7 separate regions of the Mus musculus genome follow, and regions 2, 3, 4, 5, 6 and 7 are each linked to region 1. The links are chromatin contacts, called in public HiChIP or PLAC-seq and promoter capture Hi-C maps. All regions are on one chromosome and are shown on one strand. The core of a region is the stretch at or near the end of the contact, and the rest is flanking DNA. Distances in the headings are between cores, read along the strand shown. Region 1 holds the start of Ap1s1 (adaptor protein complex AP-1, sigma 1). Region 2 has its middle 10 kb from the start of Ppp1r35. Region 3 holds the start of Rasa4 (RAS p21 protein activator 4). Region 4 holds the start of Prkrip1 (Prkr interacting protein 1 (IL11 inducible)). Region 5 holds the start of Lrwd1 (leucine-rich repeats and WD repeat domain containing 1). Region 6 holds the start of Orai2 (ORAI calcium release-activated calcium modulator 2). Region 7 holds the start of Polr2j (polymerase (RNA) II (DNA directed) polypeptide J).

The links. Promoter capture Hi-C pulls out the DNA fragments that hold promoters and counts their contacts. HiChIP or PLAC-seq counts read pairs in DNA pulled down with a chosen protein or histone mark.
Region 2: a promoter capture Hi-C map of neural stem cells shows a contact between it and region 1. The contact joins the enhancer-like site here to the promoter of Ap1s1 in region 1. A contact is called at or near these places in 1 of 39 promoter capture datasets (neural stem cells), 1 of 484 Hi-C or Micro-C datasets (embryonic stem cells) and 3 of 115 datasets of contacts at active chromatin or transcription factors (bone marrow-derived macrophages, fetal liver and pancreatic cancer cells).
Region 3: a contact with region 1 is called in a promoter capture Hi-C map of liver, with 2.7 times the contacts expected there. The contact joins the promoter of Rasa4 here to the promoter of Ap1s1 in region 1. A contact is called at or near these places in 2 of 39 promoter capture datasets (liver and pre-B cells) and 2 of 115 datasets of contacts at active chromatin or transcription factors (bone marrow-derived macrophages and pancreatic cancer cells).
Region 4: an H3K27ac HiChIP or PLAC-seq map of large pre-B cells shows a contact between it and region 1, with 5 times the contacts expected there. The contact joins the promoter of Prkrip1 here to the promoter of Ap1s1 in region 1. A contact is called at or near these places in 1 of 39 promoter capture datasets (pre-B cells), 1 of 484 Hi-C or Micro-C datasets (B cells) and 1 of 115 datasets of contacts at active chromatin or transcription factors (large pre-B cells).
Region 5: a contact with region 1 is called in a promoter capture Hi-C map of liver, with 3 times the contacts expected there. The contact joins the promoter of Lrwd1 here to the promoter of Ap1s1 in region 1. A contact is called at or near these places in 2 of 39 promoter capture datasets (liver and pre-B cells) and 1 of 115 datasets of contacts at active chromatin or transcription factors (large pre-B cells).
Region 6: a FOXA1 HiChIP or PLAC-seq map of pancreatic cancer cells shows a contact between it and region 1. The contact joins the promoter of Orai2 here to the promoter of Ap1s1 in region 1. A contact is called at or near these places in 3 of 39 promoter capture datasets (hematopoietic stem and progenitor cells, hippocampal neurons and liver) and 2 of 115 datasets of contacts at active chromatin or transcription factors (large pre-B cells and pancreatic cancer cells).
Region 7: an HNF4G HiChIP or PLAC-seq map of pancreatic cancer cells shows a contact between it and region 1. The contact joins the promoter of Polr2j here to the promoter of Ap1s1 in region 1. A contact is called at or near these places in 1 of 39 promoter capture datasets (pre-B cells) and 2 of 115 datasets of contacts at active chromatin or transcription factors (large pre-B cells and pancreatic cancer cells).

The regions. Positions count from the first base shown.
Region 1 is chr5:137,044,718-137,047,417 of GRCm38.p6, reverse strand. It overlaps Ap1s1 (adaptor protein complex AP-1, sigma 1), which reads left to right and starts at 1,310. Exons shown (of 5, transcript NM_007457.3): 1 at 1,310-1,410. The coding sequence starts at 1,408.
Region 2 is chr5:137,767,336-137,770,118 of GRCm38.p6, reverse strand. It overlaps a transcript of Tsc22d4 not described here. Among named protein-coding and RNA genes, the nearest start is that of Ppp1r35, 10 kb to the left of the region's middle. Within about 2 kb of position 1,473, at least 5 of the 459 cell types and tissues checked have an H3K27ac peak or open chromatin away from gene starts, as enhancers often do. A contact at or near this core is called in neural stem cells, where this site is marked.
Region 3 is chr5:136,082,596-136,085,333 of GRCm38.p6, reverse strand. Rasa4 (RAS p21 protein activator 4) reads right to left here and starts at 1,418. Exons shown (of 21, transcript NM_133914.3): 1 at 1,157-1,418. The coding sequence starts at 1,221.
Region 4 is chr5:136,197,538-136,200,237 of GRCm38.p6, reverse strand. It overlaps Prkrip1 (Prkr interacting protein 1 (IL11 inducible)), which reads left to right and starts at 1,284. Exons shown (of 6, transcript NM_025774.3): 1 at 1,284-1,463; 2 at 2,380-2,458. The coding sequence starts at 1,338.
Region 5 is chr5:136,134,783-136,137,482 of GRCm38.p6, reverse strand. It overlaps Lrwd1 (leucine-rich repeats and WD repeat domain containing 1), which reads left to right and starts at 1,409. Exons shown (of 15, transcript NM_027891.4): 1 at 1,409-1,611. The coding sequence starts at 1,532. It overlaps Alkbh4 (alkB homolog 4, lysine demethylase), which reads right to left and starts at 1,338. Exons shown (of 3, transcript NM_001347492.1): 1 at 1,189-1,338. The coding sequence starts at 1,305.
Region 6 is chr5:136,169,345-136,172,044 of GRCm38.p6, reverse strand. It overlaps Orai2 (ORAI calcium release-activated calcium modulator 2), which reads left to right and starts at 1,389. Exons shown (of 3, transcript NM_178751.3): 1 at 1,389-1,507.
Region 7 is chr5:136,115,347-136,118,046 of GRCm38.p6, reverse strand. Polr2j (polymerase (RNA) II (DNA directed) polypeptide J) reads right to left here and starts at 1,356. Exons shown (of 4, transcript NM_011293.2): 1 at 1,242-1,356. The coding sequence starts at 1,294.

The DNA.
Region 1 (2,700 bases), core at 61-2,560:
TCATTTTGAACTCTTGATCTTAGTACATCTGCTTGTACCTTCCAAATAATCACATAATAGGTGTATACCAGCACATCCAGTTTGGTACACACACACACACACACACACACACACACACACACACACACACACACACACATATTCCTCCATAGCCCCAAAACTGGTCATGACCTCTTGCTCTTCCTGCCTCAGCCTCTGCAGGGCTGGGATTGTGACTTGCCTCACCACACCCAGTTCTGGAATCCCACTCTTGCTTGCTTGACAGAGCCACACTGTGTAGTCTAGGCTGGCTGTAGCCTTCTGGCTATGGGGATTACACCACACCCCTTTAATACTATAAGATTCTCTTCATTTCTTCCCCTTTCTCCTTAATTTACAATTTCCTCCCATTCTTTATATTCCTGTTACAGTATTCCCATTTTCAACAATTTTTTTATCCCTGATTTTTATCCCTGGTTTAGTTTTTTTTTAAGATTACATTTTACAAGTGTATTTTGTGTTGCCTGTGACCATGTCTGTCTGTCTGTGTGTGTGTGTATATATGTGTGTGTGTGTGTGTGTGTGTGTGTGGTGTATACAAGCTAGGGTGCTTGCTTATACAGAGGTCAGAGGACAATTTGCAGGAGTCAGTTCTTTCTTTCCACCTTGTGGGTTTGGGGAAACATCTTTACAATCCGAACCATCATATCTGCACTGTTTTGTGTCACTTTTGTTGTTGTTGTTGTTGTTGGAGACAGGCTCTCTGTGGCCTTGGGTGGTCAAGACCGTGCCATGTAGCTGCAGCTGAACTCCTGTCTCTGCCTTCCAAGTGTAGAGATCACAGGATACACCACCACACCTGCCTTGTTTGCTTTGGGGACAGGATCTTGCTTGCTCTGGAACCCTGAGCTGTCCTTGAACTCTTTATTCTCCTAGCCTACCGGTCTCTATTTCCCTCATCCTGCCCATCACCACCCTCTGACTGATGTTTTCCACATCATTCCTCCCAACTTCTTCATCAGCTCCAAAGATCGTGCATACACCTCTCACCCTTTTCCCGCCTTTTTCCCCCACAAATGCTCCAAAGCTCGAAGTCCTCATTGTCCTCTACCCCCTCCCTTCCCATCCTCCAATCAACCCACCAAGACAGCCCTGTTACCATGACGACCAGGCTTTTGCAAAACTGAAGTCAAGGACCTGGTTGCCATGGTTTCCGCTTCTCCGCCTCCAGCCCCGCCTGCGCGCCGGATGAGATGGGGGTGGGTCGCTGCAGCGTTGGCGCCTGCGCAATGCGTCCGTGCTTGGAGCCGGCGAGGCCTTGGGGCGGGGCTTCAAGCGGAGAGGGAGGGAAAAGAAAAGAATCCGACTGGGAGTGGAGCTGGCTTCTACGGTGGCCGGAGAGGGACGCACCGGGCTGGAGGCTGCAGGATGGTAGGCTGTGAGGAGAGGGAGGGGACGGGGACCCGAGGGGCGTGGGCTGTACCTGCAGGGGTCCGGAGGGGGGCTGCCCTTTGTGGGAGTCGCCCTGTCTTCCCTGTGGTCCGCAAAGGATCCACTTCCTGGAGCTGCTGGAGAGAGCTGACCTCGGAAGCTGGAAATGGCACTAGGGACAGGGGTTGGGAGGAGTCTTGCTGGTTAGGAGAGAGGGGACTAGAGCTGAATGGTGGCGGGACTGTCCCGAGCCTGGAGAAGCGCTCGGGACTCTGGGAATCTTTAAGACCCTCCCAGGCACTGCCGCAGGGAAGGCACGAGGTTGGGGCGCCGGGGTCACTCGGGATGGTTGCAGGTCGCCGAAACCCCTTCCCTTGAGGCCCACACTGGAGCATGGCCCATGGAGAGCTCGGTGTGGGAGGGAACAGTTTCCGGGTCTCTGGAGTGAACCTCCTGTCTCGCTTCCTTGACAGCTCACCCGGAGTTCTGGCTCAGGTGGGCTCTAGGGTTTGCCGTCGGGGACCTAGGCTCTGGAAGACTCCCTACTTTGGCAATCCCAGCTCTCCACCCTCTCCGGGGCATTTTCTTTTCCGGAACCCAGGCCTTCCTGCTGTAGCTGTCACCTCCTTTTCTTAACTACACAGGACTCCCTCAGTTCTTCACCTTCCCTATCCCCCCCACCAACAGTACTTACTTCTAGCTTCTGGGGTGTTGTTTTCTTTTAACTTAACCTGCTAAACTGGAAGTGTGGGACACACACAGATATCCCAACCCGGGCCATGTTCTCAGAGCTGTTTGCTGGGAATTGAGTTCAGGATATGGAATGAGGAACCTCTGCAACTGGTAATAAAACTAGGGCCATGCGGGAAGCAGTGAGGACTCTGCTTGCTAGTTATTCCACAGACATTCCCTAGGAGAGCCCTCCAGGGTGACTATGCCCCTGTCTGAGGGACCCAGTGATCAGTCACCTGATGTCTCAGAAGAAAGGTCAGGCCTTAGAGTGCACACCTGTAACCTGGTACTCAGAGGTAAGAAAAAGGGAGATCAGAAAACCAAGGGCAGCCTTCGCTACTTAGGGAATTGAGATCAGCCTGTGCTACATGAAACATTGTCTCACAAAAGAAAGACAGAAAAGAGGGCCAGAGAGACGGCTCAGCTTGTCCGGGTGGCTGATAACCTGAGGTCATTCCCAGGAGCCATGTGGTGGAAGGAGGGGACTGACTCCTCCTCTGACCTCTGCATGTAAGTGATGGCACGTGGGTGCCCCACACATACGTGTAAAAGAATATA
Region 2 (2,783 bases), core at 224-2,723, 720 kb before region 1:
TAGAGAGCTGCCTCTGCATCTGAGAGGGCAAACAGAGAGAGGGCTGGACAGGATTGTGACCCCAGGATGCCCTCTCGCCCAATTACTACCCACCCCCCTCATAGGACAGTGCTCCTCTCAGCTAATGAGTCACAGCTTCTACTTGGCCTCCTCAGCCCATCCTGACATCCCCACACACACACACCCCCCCACACACACACACACCCACACACACACACACACACACCTCAGTCTTCCCTACCCTTGCTCAGAGTCTATGTAGCTTCCAGACAACTCTGGGAAGCATCATTGCCTAAGGTCTCAGTAGGGTACAGGCAGTAGAACCAAATTTCTTTCCCCACAGATGAATCTCTGCAGCCCCAAATGGGTATCCTCAGAATTACAACTTCCAAGCCCCATATTACACTGTTGCCATCACAACATATAAGAGACTGAGGCAGAAGGACCAGTTGTCCAAGATCATCTTCAATCTGCATAGTGAGTCCCACCTGGTCTGCATTCTGTCCTACTAGGTAAAAGGGCCTGTCCCAAGCTGGATGGTGGCACATGCCTTTAATCCCAGCACTTGGGAGGCAGAGGCAGGTGGATTTCTGAGTTCAAGGCCAGCCTGGTCTACAGAGTGAGTTCCAGGACAGCCAGGACTACACAGAGAAACCCTGTCTTGAAAAAAAAAAGGCAGGGGGGGGGAGGGGCGCTGCTACTAAACCTGATAACCTGAATTCAATCCCTGTGGTAAACTTGATAGACAGAACTCATTCCTGCCAAGTTGTTGTCTAGTCACATGAACACTATGGTACCCACCCATTCACACACATACATACAGTGCAAACAAAATACATGATTAAAAATGTAACAGAACCAACTAAAAAGCTGGCACCTAGGGATGTGGCTTCGTTGGTAAAATGTCTGTCTACCATCCTAACATAAAGAGTTGGAGGCCAGATGGCAGCACCTGAGACTTTGTCTCAAAAACAAAAGGGAGGACTGGAGACTGCTCGACAGCTAAAGCCCTTGATGCTCTTACAGAGGGCTAATTCGATTCCTAGCACCCATTCTGGATGGCTTGCATCTGCCTGTAACTCCAGCTCCATGGGATCCGACACTCACTCGCCCATGCGCACGCACACTCACACACACACACACAGACATCCTTAACTGGAGGGCCTTGGATGGTCCCTAGACCACCCTATCTCATAGAATTGCTGGGATAAAAATCAGGGCTGCAGCCGGCGTGGTGGCACACGCCTTTAATCCCAGCACTTGGGAGTCAGAGGCAGATTTCTGAGTTGCAGGCCAGCCTGGTCTACAGAGTGAGTTCCAGGACAGCCAGGGCTATACAGAGAAACCCTGTCTCGAAAAACAAAACAAAACAAAAACCAAAAAAACAAAACAAAAGTCAGGGCTGCTGCCCAGTGGGCATGATGCTGTTGCTATGGTTACTGGCTAGGCAGAGCAGTCAAAGGCAATTCATCTCCTAGGAGGGTGTAGAGATGTAAGGGTAGGACTGGTCCACTTCTGACATATAAAAAAGATACCTAGGGGTTACTTTCATGCATAATTGCAACCCCCCCCAGACACACACACATTTAGTGGGTGCTTCTTCACATATACCACAACCCCACCAAGTCTCCTCACTGCCTCTCATTCATGACCACAGACTACATCTACTCAGAAATATCCGGTATTTATTTCTCAATATTAATTTTTTTTTTTTTTTTTTTTTTTACAAATTGAATAAACACAGAGAAGGGGAGTGTGTTCGACCCCAGGCCTGGTCTTGGGGCTCCAGTGAGATGTGGCAGTATGGTCGAATGTCTCCTCACCAGTAGCTCTGGCCTGATGGCCATTGAACCCTTCCTGTCAATCTTCCGTAAGAGTGAGGTGGGGGCTTTCAAAGGATCTGGGGCTCCCCTGCCTAAAGAGGACTTCGGGCATCATGTTTGAGGCCCTGCACTGGTTCAGAGTGACGGGAAGTATGGGAGGGATGAGACCACATACGGCGCCGTCTTCGCCTCTCCTGCCTGCGGGCCAGCTCTCTTAGTTGTTTGCGGATGACCCAGAGCACCAGGTACACTTCCCGCAGCATCTCAGCCTCTGACGTCCCCAATGCCGACCTGGTCCTCGTGTGGGAGGAAACTGAGCCAGCACTCATAGAAGACTGTAAAAGAAAGAAATAAGGGGGTGTCACAGGAGGATAGGTGGACCAGCAAATAAACAGCAAAGGGTTGGACGCCTTTTACCTCCTCCATCAGATTAGCATAGGCATCACTTCCTCCAGGAAGTCCTTTCAGCTTGCATTAAGTGTTGACTCTTCCTGCCCTTATGTTTGCCCTAAGGTTCCATGTTTCATGGCTTTAAATTCATAGTCCTGCCTCAGCCTCTGAGTGCTGAGATTTTAGGCATTTTCTTTATTTCTTCCTCTCGCTCCTCTCCTTCGTTTTCCGCTTCCCTGTCTTACTTCACCCATTTGTTCTCCTTTCTGTTTTGTTTGCTTTTAAGACAAAGTCTCACGCTGTTAATCCAGGCTGGCCTGAAATTCACTATCAAAAACTCGGGCTAGCCCCAAACTTGAAGACTCCTCCTGCCTCCACTTCCAGAATTACAGACGTATGTCACCTTGTCCTGTTTTCTTTTCTTTTCAATTTTTGCTTGTTTGTTTGTTTGTTTGGGGGGGGGGTGTTGGTTTTTCAAGGTAGGACTTCACTGTGTAGCCCTGGCTGTCCTGGAACTCACTCTGTAGACCAGACTGACCTTGAAGTCACAGAGATTTCCACCTACCTCTT
Region 3 (2,738 bases), core at 169-2,668, 960 kb after region 1:
CTCCCTCCCCATTGCCATGGCAACTGCTGAGCTGGCCTCTTCAGGCCCAGGGGGCCTTGAACTGGAACCGCTCCTGGCACTGAGAGTGCTGGGAGAGCCCGCCTGCCCGCCGGAGAGATGAACACACACACACACACACACACACACACACACACACACACACCTCCCCAATTCTCAGTTCTCTGTAGCCAGGAAACCCACCGGGACCCGGAGCGCACTTTGAACCCTAGGCCTCTGCCCCGCCCTTTCTTCGGTTTTATGATCGTGGCTTCTCCCCGACACTAGGATTTCAAGCACTTGGGTCCAGAAAGGGAAACTGAATCTTTGCAAATGAGGACATAAGAAAGCCACGAGACACGTTCTAGGAGTCACGCAGTTGACCTCGGGAACTCACTAAAAACAGTGTGACAAAGGGGTGTCCGAAAGCTCCCCAAATCTGGCGATGGATTAGAGGAAGCTTTATGAAGGACGGTAATGCATTTTAGGAGCCCTAGATTCACGACCTTGCTTTGACACCACCAGCTAACATTTCCTGTCTGTCGGCATCGGTTTTCTAATCTGTAAAGTGGTCCGAGGAGAAATGCCTTGCAGGGAGCGATTAAAGGGAGAGGCCCGGCAAAGTCAAGGGAGACTCTAAATCCTGCCTCTATGCATCCCTCCTGTCCCCTTGACCTACACCCCCACCCCCACTTTTCACACCTGCATGCCTTGCCCAAATGAATAGCGAATAGCGAACAAGTCCGGCGGACAACTCTTGGGGTTGTTATGGACTCCCAAACTACAGAGAGAGGGGGGGACACTCCGCCCCTTTCAGCCACACCCTGGGCAGTTCTTGCGATGCCATCCCAGTGCCAGTTTCAGTCTTTTAAAACTCCTGCCCCCCTATGAGCCCTGGCTTCCTGCTGTTCCCAGGTGGAGAAGCCCCTCCCTTGTCTCTAGCCCTCCGCCTCTAGCTTGCCCCTCCACTCTGTCAGGTATTCACAGCAAATCTCGCTGTCCCCATTTTCGTAGCCAGTCCCCCTCCGTGGCTGTACACGCCACATCCTCTCCGCTGCTCTCCTTGTGGGGAAGCCCTAAGGACCCCCCGCAAAGGTCAAGTATATAAAAGGGGATCCCATCAAAGTTGGGGTGGCCACCACCCGTACCCACTACTCACATGTCCTTGGCGGGCAGATTTTTCCCTTCTACGATTCGGATGGACAGCGAACTGCGCTTGGCCATTGCGGGTCGGCGACGTGGAGGCCTGGCGGGGAGGGGTTCGGACTCATGGGTCCCCTCTCGGGGTAAGGAGGGGGAACAGTGCGAGTGGCGCTGCAGGCAGGCGGGTGCGGAGGCCAGAGAGGGGAGCGCTGGGGCTGAGGGATCTCCGCTACTCCATTCACCCCTCCCCGCCCCTCCTGCGGGGGCGGGGAGACACTGCATGGAAGGACCAATCAGCGTCCTGGATGCCCAGAATGGGCGCGGCCTATGCGGCTTGCGTCCCTCATTGGCCACCTGGAAGGGAGGGCGGGCGGGGCCTGCCCCGAAGTGTAGCTGCTGGCACCCGGAGATTCTTCCACCACCAGGATCCCTCCTGGTGCTCTCGATTCTCAGAGAGAGAGCCCAGGCTCACGGAGGGACCTGGGTGTGCAGCATAGCTGCAAATCCATTAATGGCCGCACGCTGGGAGTAACTTGTCTGTGACAGACCTGGAAAGATGTGAAGACTCAGGCAGTTGGGAAAGTTTGAGGACATCAAATCTGGAAAACAGGATTGTTTGGGGCGTGTTTGTATTGTGGTTTCGTGTGTGTTCAGGTGTGCAGGTAGAGGCCAGAGATCACCCTCCGATTTCATTCTTCAAGATCCGTCCACCATTTATTTATTTGTTTATTTATTTATTTTTGAGACAGGGTTTTTCTGTGTAGCCCTAGCTGTCCTAGAACTCTCTCTACAGACCAGGCTGGGCTCGAATACAAAGATTCACTTGTCTCTGCCTCCCAAGTGTTGGGATTAAAAGCCTGCACCACCACCTCCAGGCTCTGGCTACCTTTTTAAAATTTTTGTTTTTTATTGGCTGATTGATTAGGGTGTGGCTTACATGTTGTGGTCCCAAGTGGAAATCAGAGGACACCCGCAAGAATCTTTTCTTTACTTTCACCAAATGGGTCCCAGGGATCAAATTCAGATTATCAGACTTGGGCAGGAGTCTTTCTACTGACCCATCTCCTCTGCCCCACCTTGTAAGACACAAGGTCTCTCATTGGCTTGAAACCTCCCCAGTAGTCTAGACTGGCTGGCCAGTGAGACTCCAGGATCCACCTTTCTCCATCTTGCCCACTTCTGGAGTTCTTTACAAGAGTTCAACACCATGCCCAGCTATCCATTAGTCCTGGGAACGAGTGATTCTTCTGCTTGCAAAGCAGTTTAGCAAGTGAACCATACTTACCTAGCCCTAGATCTGCATTCCAGCCCGCCATCGCTGCCCATACTGGTGACCAAACCTAGGTCCTTGAGTGTCCTGGTCAAAAATTCTGCTACGAGTGACATCATTTTATTCTTCTTTACCCCAAAATAAGATTCCATTGGGGATACAGACATACATACAGATTTTTTTTTTTTTTTGACACAGGGTTTCTTTGAGTAACCCTGACTGTCCTGGAACTCTATAAACCAGGCTGACTTCAAACTCACAGAGATTCCCCTCGCCTCTGCCTCTCCAAGTGCTGGGAATTAAGGGGTGCGTCATCAGCACCACTCCA
Region 4 (2,700 bases), core at 35-2,534, 850 kb after region 1:
CGTTCAGAGATCCATATACTGTACTGTCTATTGTTCTCCCTCCATCTCCAGCAACAGTCAGCTTTGAGGCCCTTTCATTCTAATAAGCTTCTTCTAATAAAGGACTTGTTTCAGTTTCCTTGCCTACAAGATGTTACTGTTACCATCTTGGGTTTTTGTTGTTGCTTGTTTTGTTGTTGCTTGTTTTTTTGTTGTTTGTTTTTTGAGACTGGCTTTCTCTGTGTAGTTCTGGCTGTCCTGGAACTCTCTCTCTACAGACCAGGATGGCCTTGAACTCAGGGATCCATCTGCCTGTAACTCCCTGGGTGCTGAGATTACAGGCCTGCACCACCACTGCTGGCTCTTAACATCTTTTACTATAGGGAGCTACTTCAGTGCCTCACGCATGGTCAACAAAACACTCCACCACCAGAAGGCCGCAGTTCCATCATTCTCCATTACTTTCACCTTCAAGTGAAAGACTTGAAGTTAATTCCTCGTCAGGTAGATTGGAATGGCAACTTCCTTTATTCTAAAACAGACTCACATACTCAGGCTCGACTGGTGGCGCTGTACTTTCAGCGTGGCCAAGGAGATCGGGTCTGTCTTAAGAGTTCAGTTACAAAGGAGATTATAAGATTATTATAGGAATCGGGGTGTGAGAGGCTGGCGGATCTCCGAGAGTTCGAAGACAGCCTGGTCTACAAACCAAGTTCCAGGACAGAGATATACAGAGAAACTCTGTGTTGAAAAACAAGACAAACAAACAAAAAAACAAAAAAAAAAAAAAAAAAAAAAAAAAAAAGGAAAGGAAAGGAAGGAAGGAAAAGAGGGAGGGAAGGAGACGATATGGAGAGGGCGGAGAAGGGGAGAGAAGAGGAGGAGGAGGAAGAGAGAGTGGGGTAGGGAGAAAGTAGAATAGATAAAAAAGAAACGGAAAAAAAAGACAAAGCCCAGGAGCGAGCGAAACTGGGAGGGACGTGCCAAGAGTCCCAGAGCAAGCTGTGCGAAGTCCTTGGGGACCTGAGACGTCGCCTGGGGCCAGCCCACTCATCATCACTAAAGGCCGTCTCTTCCTCTCCGGATGTGAGAATCAGGCAGCCCTGATTTGTTTTGAAACAGGAAATGAAATTAAAGTGCTATGATCAAAATAAACCACACTGACCTCGCGTTCATGAATATTCAAGCAAGCTGCTTAGGACTGCCTCGTACCTCCGAGGAGAGAGTGCGCATGCGCCTCAGGAGAGCGCCCCTCCCCCCGGGGGTTTGAGAGTGCGCGTGCGCGGTTGGCGCGCTCTTCTGTCGTCATCAATACGAGCGGCCGCCGGCAGCTTTCGTAAAGGAGTAGGAGAGCGGCTATGGCGAGTCCTGCTGCCGCTTCTGTGAGACCGCCCAGGCCCAAGAAAGAGCCGCAGACGCTGGTCATCCCCAAGAATGCGGCCGAGGAGCAGAAGCTCAAGCTGGAGCGGCTCATGAAGAACCCGGTGAGTGGAAGTGGGCCGAGGCGCAGTCCCTTCACCCCGCCGCCAGACCGAGCAAGGCTACATTCAGTCCCCCTAGAGCAACCCTGGGGCGGAGAGGGCGGCCCCGTGGAGGGAGCCTCGCTCCTGTTCTTGTCCTACAGCGTAGCTGCACGAAGGCGCTGCCCAGCCCTCCACACCCTCCTTTTTCTTAGTTTGCTGTTTGCGGTATCATGGCGTTGCTCGTGCTGTCCACGTTCCGTACCGAATCGGCTTTGTAAGATAGGCAGACCTCGCATCCGGGCTCCTCGCATCCCGGCTCCTCTTACCTTATCTTCCCTACGAGCTGGGATGACAGCCCTGCGCTACTATTCAGTATTGCTTCACAGCCCTTTCTATTTTAATATATGAACCAAAGCGGTGGGAGCTGGGTATGGTGGTGCACACCTGCTATCCCAGCACTCTGGTGGCTGACCCCAGAAGTTTGCTACAAATTCGAGGCGAGCGTGGTCTACGTAGTGAGTTTCAGATCAGCTAGACAGTGAGACCTATCTCAGAAACCAACAAAACCCAGAATCGATGTCTTAGCAAAAGTGTACAACTCCAAATAGCAGCCATTATTAAAGAAGCATTGGACGCCAAATTTGGACCACATCACTCTTTACCTCTTCAATGGGCCTCGTAAAACAGACAGCTCATATCTTTGACTAGAAGAGGTTGGCTCGTCTCTTAGTGACGTAGATTCCAGACTTGTTTAGCGCAGGAGAACTTTGGCCCACGTTAGACCCCATGGTGTAGTGGATGAAGTAAGGCCAGGGCAGCAGAACTACACTCAGTCAGCTCCAGATTTGAGAAGCGTGCTCAGTTGAGATCGTCAAACGGGATGTACCTTCCTCAGCAAGTGTATGTTCATAGATGCTTTTCTGTTTAACTGTTCCAGGACAAAGCAGTTCCAATTCCAGAGAAAATGAATGAATGGGCTCCTCGAGCGCCTCCAGAATTTGTCCGAGATGTCATGGGTAATGTCTCTTATGGGTGTCAGGGGTTTATAGTTTTTGTTTTGTTTTTTTTTTAAAGATTTATTTATTATATGTAAGTACACTGTCGCTGTCTTCAGACACTCCAGAAGAGAGAGTCAGATCTTGTTAAGGATGGTTGTGAGCCACCATGTGGTTGCTGGGATTTGAACTCCGGACCTTTGGAAAAGCAGTCGGGTGCTCTTACCCACTGAGCTATCTCACCAGCCCCGGGTTTATAGTTT
Region 5 (2,700 bases), core at 160-2,659, 910 kb after region 1:
ATGGAGGGGGCGCCCTGGGGCCTCTAACTAAAGAAAATAACTAAAACAAAAAACTTGGCTCAGGCCCCTTTGATCTCTTTAAGTGTCTGTCGCCTCAGCCACCCACAGCTCCTATCTCAGGCCTCTACTCAAGCATTCCCCTGGCTATGCATCCCAGCAACTTGCTACAGCACTGCCAGGGCCATACAAATGCTCTGAAGTTATTTTTCATTCATTCATTCATTCATTCATCCATCCATTGCCCATTTTGATGGAAGGTGTTAGCCTGGTCAACAGAGAGCTAGAAGGGAAACATTTTAACATTCTTCCTGGCCTACCTGACTCCTGATCCTATTAGTATCTTGTAAGACAGATTTGTTTTTGTTTTTCAAGATGGGCTTTCCTGGAACTCCCTATGTAGATCAGGCTAGCCTGGGACTCACAGAGATCTGCCTGCCTCTGCATCCCAAGTGCTAAGTCTAATGGCATGCACCACCACTGCCCGGCTGTAAAGCTGATTCATACAGGTTTGTTTTCCCAAAAAAATTTCCCCCAAATCAAAGCCTGTTTTGGAGACAGGTTTCTCTGTAGTGTAGTCCTGGCTGTCCTGGAACTCACTCTGTAGACCAGGCTGGCCTCGAACTCGGAATTCCACCTGCCTCTTGTCTCCCGAGTGCTGGGATTAAAGGCATGCGCCACCACTGCCCGGCTGCCTGTGCTGTCTTAAGTCGCTCATTCCCTGTCTAATACAGGCGGCCTAGTGTTCAGCACTCCCTACCATTTCCATGCAGTCTCCCTTGTGCTCCGGAAGCTCACTCAAAACCAGACCCGTTCAGTCCAAGTTATTTACCACTGCCCCCCACCCCCACCCCTCACCCCCCAAAGTCACAGAGATGATGTGTGACAGCCGCTTCCCTACTGCCAAGGTAACTCCTAAAACCTGCTGGGCGGCTGAGGTCCGTTCTCCAGCCTCTCTGCCTTTCAAATGCAGAGATCTCGGCGTGCACCAGCATTTCCCCGCCCTTCCATTAATCAGCCGATGGCACTTGGTCCACCTTTTGGGTTTTGTGAATATTGAAGATATAAGCGCTCCAAACAACTCACCTACCGCGAGGCTTTGGTCCTTGGCTGTTTTACAGGCAAGCTGGGCCTTAGTTTCCCATTAAGATGAATAGATTTTCTGGCTATGACTCTTTTCCTAGTCCGTACCTGAAGGCAGATCTGCCAGGGCGGGTCCCTGTGGCGTTGTCTCTCGCAGATAAGACAGGTCCGGATGCCCTTACAGCCGCACTCCTGCAAAAGAGAAACTTCAGCCGCCGCCGCCATCGCGTCCTCCGATCAGTTAAGAGCGCAGGCGCGAGACGCAGGGGCCGCTGGGAGTTGTAGTCATCGCAGAAGCAGGAGGTGGGGCGTAAGGCTGGCGTTCTACTTCCTTCCGGTCGCAACGGACTCGCAAAGGGTTTGTTGTGCGCCACCTCCTGGGCTCCCCGGCAGCGGGCCTTAGCGACCGGACTTCGTGGAGGCGCGGGTTCGGTTGAGCCCTCGGCCACCCATGGCTCCTCTCACGCCGCAACTGCTCCTGCAACGTGGGCGACCCAAGACGGATAAGCTGGGGAAGATTCAGAGTTTGAAGTAAGAGCATGTGGGGTTGAAGCGGATCCGGGGCGTGGGGTTCTTCCCCGCCAGGGTGGTTTGATGGGCGGAATGCAAGGCTCAGACCCCTCCGTCTCCTCCTCCTGCCCGGGTTATTCTGTTATCCGGGATTCGAGCCCCAGTCGAATCTCGCGCCAAACGGAGATGTGGGAGATTGGCAGCCAACGCCCGGCGTCAGATAAACTTGGAGCGAACGCCCTTAGCCTTGCGCGGAGTGGAAAGACTGATGAGATACTAAGGGATGTTGAGGGATCCTGTGTAGCACGGAACGGGCTAGCAGGAACTAGTAAAAACAAGAAGGAACTTGGAAGTCTTGGGCTCTAAAGTCATTTTGTTTTGTTTGTTTGCTTGCCTGTTTGTTTTTGAGACAGGGTTTCTCTGTGTAGCCCTGGCTGTCCTGGAACTCACTCTGTAGACCAGGCTGGCTTCGAACTCAGAAATCCACCTGCCTCTGCCTCACAAGTGCTGGGATTAAAGGCGTGCGTGTGCCACCACTGCCCGGCAACAAAGTACTCTTTAAGGGAGGGAAGATGGGCCACAGAAATGATCTGCAGATAAAGGTGCCTGTCTGTCATCAAGCCTGAATTCAATCCCTTGGGCCCAGACAGTGGAGCAAAGCAGCTCCCTAAAACCATGACCCCCTTAATCACGCTTTGATTGTGCCCATTCCTATCCACACACCACACACAGATACATAGACACTCTGTAATACATAGAAAGGTAAGTTAGGAAGTGAGAAGGCTAGAACAGTTGGCATAGCTCAGTTGCTACATTGCTTACTAGACATGCACAGAGCCTGAGTATCCCTAGGGTTCCATCCCTATCAACACCTGAACAGCTCCCAAGGGGTGGCACATGCCTGTCATCTCAGCACGTGGGTAGGGGGAGGAGAGTTAAGTTCAAGGCTTTCCTGGACTACGCAATGAGTTGTGTAGGATGGGATCTCTTGAGTTTTGCGGCCAACCTAGTCTACATAGTTCAGGCTAGCCAAGTCTAAAGCAAGCTTCATGCTTGCACAAGAACTTTGTTGGTGGAAATCCCTCTGGGACAGATGGGGTAATTAATGGG
Region 6 (2,700 bases), core at 140-2,639, 880 kb after region 1:
GAGACTGCTCTGGACCTGAACCTTCTGGGTAACCCCTAGTCAGCTCCCTGGGATCCTAAGAGGGGGCAGGGGTTGTGGATCCTCCAACCTCCGACCCTCCTTCCAACAGGACAGATACCATGGCTTCCTCCCTTCTAAGGAGGAAGTGAGTCAAACAACAGTAAGGGCTGTTGCCTGTGTTTGGTTAGCAAAGCGGCTCCTAGGCAGACTGGTAATTACAGTTGGCATTTCATTTTTGCCCAGGCATGCCAGATAATTGTGCTGGCGGTGGAGGAACCTCAGTGCCTGGCGCTGGAAAGTCCTACTCCAAAGCTAAGCTTCCTAATAACCGCAAGAAGCAAAAACCCCTTGTTGAAAGAGTGTCATCCATGATGCAATGGCTGGAGTTTACCAAGTGTCTCCTTCCTGTTTTCGTTTACTCAAACTTCAGCTCTGCAGGCGCCAGGCAGTTGCCTTGAGAGTGCGTGGCTCCCGCAGGTTCAGACCCTCTTATGTAGGCACACGTGGAGCCTTATGATGGCCCACGCTGTCAGGAGGGGTCAGCGCCAGGAGGGAGGAGTTGCTTTCACCTATCCTAAGTGAATTGACTTGGCAACCCAAGCGGAAACTGCTAACAGTCACATCTATACACTCCCAGTTGTCAGGAAATTTGGATACGAGTGGAATTTTTCCTTCCTTTGGGTTAATGTGTCACAGTCTGATGCTTTTGCGACAGATGGAAAAATCCTATATAGAGCGTGCAAGCAGAAGCGTACCGGGCAAATAGGGAGCACTCTGAGGGGCCACGAGGCACCCACTGGGGCGCTGAGCGTATACTTAGTGTATACTTCCTGCAGAGCCGTTCCTGTTTGAGTTTCTCAGTTGTAAAACCTCAGTGTTCGCCAGGGCATGCCTCGCCGCAGCGTCCAAACGACCCTTCTCTGCCATCCATGAGGTGCCCAGAGCTCAGCAATGAGAACATGTCCCTTGCATTGTTTGGTTCTCACAGCCTTGCTGGAACCAAGAGCCACCTACCTGCGTGACCACAGTAGAATGGTGTCACTGCACAAGCTGAGAAAACCAGGATATAGCCAGGCTGAGCCTTTCTTGCACGCCTCTACCCACTCTGCAACACTCACACCCTGTCCCCACCTCTCTATGCTGCCCACGACAGATGCTGGGTATCCCCTAGTGTCACTCGCTAGGAGCAGCGCTCTCCCACGCCTGGACCCACCCACCTGGGTCCCACGAGGATGATAGCACTTTGTGAAGTGAAGACCCCTAGATCTTGTAGGAGGGGTCGGTCCCCAACCAGCTATTCAGGTCACGTGGTCCGCGGCAGGGCCCCACGGATGGGTCACGTGACGGCGGCGCAGTGTTGCCTAGGCAGCGGCTGCGGGCGGAAAGAGGGAGGGGGCCGGTCCTCCGCCCTGGCCCGGCCGCCGGGCCACCCGGCCGCGACACAGACGCTAGCCACGAGCCGGAGCCGTGAGCTGGAGCCAAGCGCGCTGAGGGCTGGACAGTCAGGGTGAGTGCTCGGCCGCGGGTGGGCCCGTCCATCCTTGTCTGGGGGGGGGGGGTGTCTGAAGGGGAACAGGAGAGGGTCCCCTCCTAGCTAAGGGGCGCGGGGAAATTGGATCAGGGACACTGGACAGGAGGAGATGGAGCTTCTCCCTGGGCAGGCATGGCGTGGAGAGGAAGGGACAGGCTGATGAGAGGCAGAGGGATGGCCTGGTGACCCCAATCCCTTGACTTCCTTGGTAGAGTGCAGTGTCAGAAGACTTGGATCGCGCGGGGCTGCCAGCTGATTCTCGGGTCCTGCAGTCGCAGGGACTTCCCTAGAGTATAGGACAGGGATGCAGGTGGCTGCTTTTGGCAGGCCACTGCCACCTCTCAGGCGCGTGGGTGACAAGACACAGTTCCCGTGCCCCAGATGTTTAGAGGAAGTTAAAACAGGCAGACTCCATAACCTGCTGCCTGAGACAGTTTCAAACAAACCTGGCAAGAGAAATGCTCGTCTAACAGCCTTGCCGTGGGTTGGCTTTTTTTTTTTTTTTTTAATTTTTTTTGTCAGACCTAATCTTTCTGCTGCTCCTCATTTTAATAATAATAATAATTTTTTTTTTAAAAAAAAGGTTCAGTCTGCCTAGCAATCTTAGAGTTGGTGGGTGCTATCTGACAGACTTATGGGCTCCATCTTGTCTCACCGCCCCCTCTGGCCTGAGCTTGGAATTTGTAGGCCAGACTCTGCTTCTCCCCATGGGGCAAGGGTTGGACCAAGATAGGCCCTCTGAGTATAAGGAATGGACTTGTGACAGAAGCTGGTGATGCCTGCCATCCTGGCACGCAGGAGATTAGGTGAGACAGTCCCAAGTTCCAAGCCACCCTGGGCTACACAGCAAGACCCTGTCTCAAAACAAACCCAAAAATAGAAAGGGGATCAGCGGGAGCTGTGGATGGAACCCCTAGAAAATCTGCCTAGCGTGCAGGAACCCTGGGTTCTAACCCCAGCACCATGCAAAGCAGGTGTGTGATCTCAGCCCTTGCAGCATCCAGAGTTCAAAGCTATGCTTGGTTATATTTTTGGTTGGAGGCTGACCTGGCCTACATAAGGCCCTATCTAAAATAGAAGGAAGGGCCGGGCGTGGTGGCGCACACCTTTAATCCCAGCACTTGGGAGGCAGAGGCAGGCAGATTTCTGAGTTCGAGGCCAGCCTGGTC
Region 7 (2,700 bases), core at 107-2,606, 930 kb after region 1:
GGAAGGACCTCACGGCTTGTCCCTTGGCCCATACCCCAGAGTTACTCCCTAGCAACAGTTAATCAAAGATTAGTCTGGTTGCTTCAGATCTACTTTCAGATAGTTTGTGATTGTTCATCTCCCTTCACAGCACCACCTGTCAGCTTACAACAGACATTCAGTTAGATACCTGCCAAGCTCCATACCCCGTCACTCCCACTCCCTAGAAAACCTTGTCCTGGGTTCAAGGCTGCTCTGCCTTCTCTTCCTGTCCTGTTGTGTCAGGGTTGGGTTGGAGGAGAGCCCAAGCCCGAGCTTGTGATAAAGAGACCCTAATGGAAACGGCTCCTTAATGATCTTTTGGGGTTCACAAACGATTCCTAGCACACCTCCATACCTTTTTCCCACTGAGATAGAGACTAAGCTGACTTCCAAGAAGGGGCACACACACGAGAGAAGGGTTACACAAGAGAGAAGGGTTCGTAGCAAACTTTGAGTCATCAAAAGAGTGTATTTGGCTACCATTAAGACAATTACATAAAGCCAGAGCCGGTGGCTCAGGCCGTTAATCCCAGGTAGAAGCAGGTGGATCGCTGAGTTTGAGGCTAGTCTGGTCTGCAAAGCTCGTTCCAAGACAGTCAAGGAGGATACACAGAGAAACCCTACCTCCAAAAGACAATTAGATGCTTAATCTCTAAACCTGTAGCCACTCGAGTGCAAAGTACTTCCCCCTGCTCTCTGAATGCACACAGACCCAACTTGCGTCTGTCTTACTTTCTTAGCGCTCTCTTCCTCTGAACCCTCCTGCTTAAGCCCATATTAAAGTATCTTTAATTAAAAACCCACCAATCCTGCTTCACTAAACCGAAGAGTCCTGAAATTCTTTTTAGCGTGGAGCCACGAACCCGGGTTTGGCCTAAGTCGGGATCCCTGAAAATCTAGGAGAAACCCTCAGGTTGCTGAGGAGTGTAAGAGAGCTGTGTCTCTGTCCCTTCACAGCTGTCATCATGAACCAAGTGTCTGGAGCAAGACACTCCATGTCCCAGAGCCTCCGATTTCCCACTGCAAAATGCATGCACGCGCCAGTGCTTCGCGCCGCTGCCTGAAGCTGGGCAGACTCGCATTGAGCAGCACGGAAGACTCAAAGCAAAGCCCGCCTCCCGCCTCGGTTTCCCCAGACAGGAGCAGTGCGGCGCTCCAGCGGAGCTGACGGCCGGCAGGCTCCTATGCAACCGTCCCCGCCTCCGCCGGCCTCCACTTACTTCTTCTCGCCCTCGAAGAGCAAGAACGACTCGAAGGCCGGAGGAGCGTTCATCCTAGCGCCGCGCTCTCGCTCCCCGACACCAACCCACAGTCTCCTTCCGCCAACAGAGCCCCGAAGCGCGACCACTTCCGGATTTCTCAGCCGCAGCCAATCAGTGTAAGCACCTGGCCCCCGCCCCCTAGCGGCTCGGATGACCTAATGCAGGCGCAGGCAAGGCTGAGGGCGAGCCGTGCGCATGCGTCAGTTTAGAACCCTTGTTCGAGGCGTCCATGCTGAGTGTTTTGGCGCGTGCTCCCGCGCCCGGAGTTGAGCCACCTGTAGCTGGCTCCCCGGTACCGACTGAATGGGACTAAGAGTCTAAGTGGGCTGCTGCTGCAGGACCCCCGGGTGGGCCGACACTGGCGGACTTATGAGGCCTTCTAGATGAGGACCAGTGGAGCAAGAAGGGATGTAAAGGTTGGGGAGGAGCTTGGGGTACCAGCGCATCTTCTCTTGAGCACACAGGTAACTAAAAACACGATGAAAGCTTTGCACCTCGCCATTTTTCAGCGGTCTCTGTAGCAATCTTTTATTTTTCCTATTTTTAAAGATTTTTATTTGCATATCTTGTATGGGCACGTATATGCAGGTGCCTTTGGAGACCAGAAGAGGGTTGGGTCACCTGGAGCTGGAGTTACAGGTGGTTGTGAGCCCCCCCTGCCCCAGTGGGTGCTGGGAACCGAACTCCAGTCCCCTGCAGGAGCAGTAAGACCCTTAACTGCTGAGCCATTTCTCCAGCCTCCCTGATGGCTCATCTTGTCAACCGGATGAAATTTAGAATCATCCTAGAAACAAACCCCTAGGAGGGGCCAGCAAGACAGCCCAGTGGGCAAGGGGGAGTGTGACCAAATCTGATTACCTAAATTCAGTCCCCAGAACCCACGTGGTGGTAGAGAACAGACTTCTCCGACCTCCCTTCACGGTATGCATTTACACATGTGTGCACTCACAATAGAGAATAATAATCATAACCATAATAAAGAACGTTTGGTTGTCTTTGGGATTCTAGACAGATTTGACTGAGGAAGACAGACGTGTATGGCATCATCCTAGAGGCTCAGGAGTCAGACTACAGCTTCCTGGCGCAGATGCAGTGTGCTTGGCTGCCTGGGAATCCTGTTGCTATGACATCTGCATTGTATACCCTTCCTTAAGATGCTTCTGGTTGGTTGTTTTTTTGTTTTTTTTTTTTGGGGGGGGGGTTCGAGACAGGGTTTCTCTGTGTAGCCCTGGCTGTCCTGGAGCTCACTTTGTAGACCAGGCTGGCCTCAAACTCAGAAATCCGACTGCCTCTGCCTCCCGAGTGCTGGGATTAAAGGCATGGACCACCACGCCTGGCTGCTTCTGGTTGTTGTTGTCTTGGTTTTGTTTGTTTTTCAAGACAAGTGTTTCTCTGTGCAACCCTGGCAGTCCTGAAA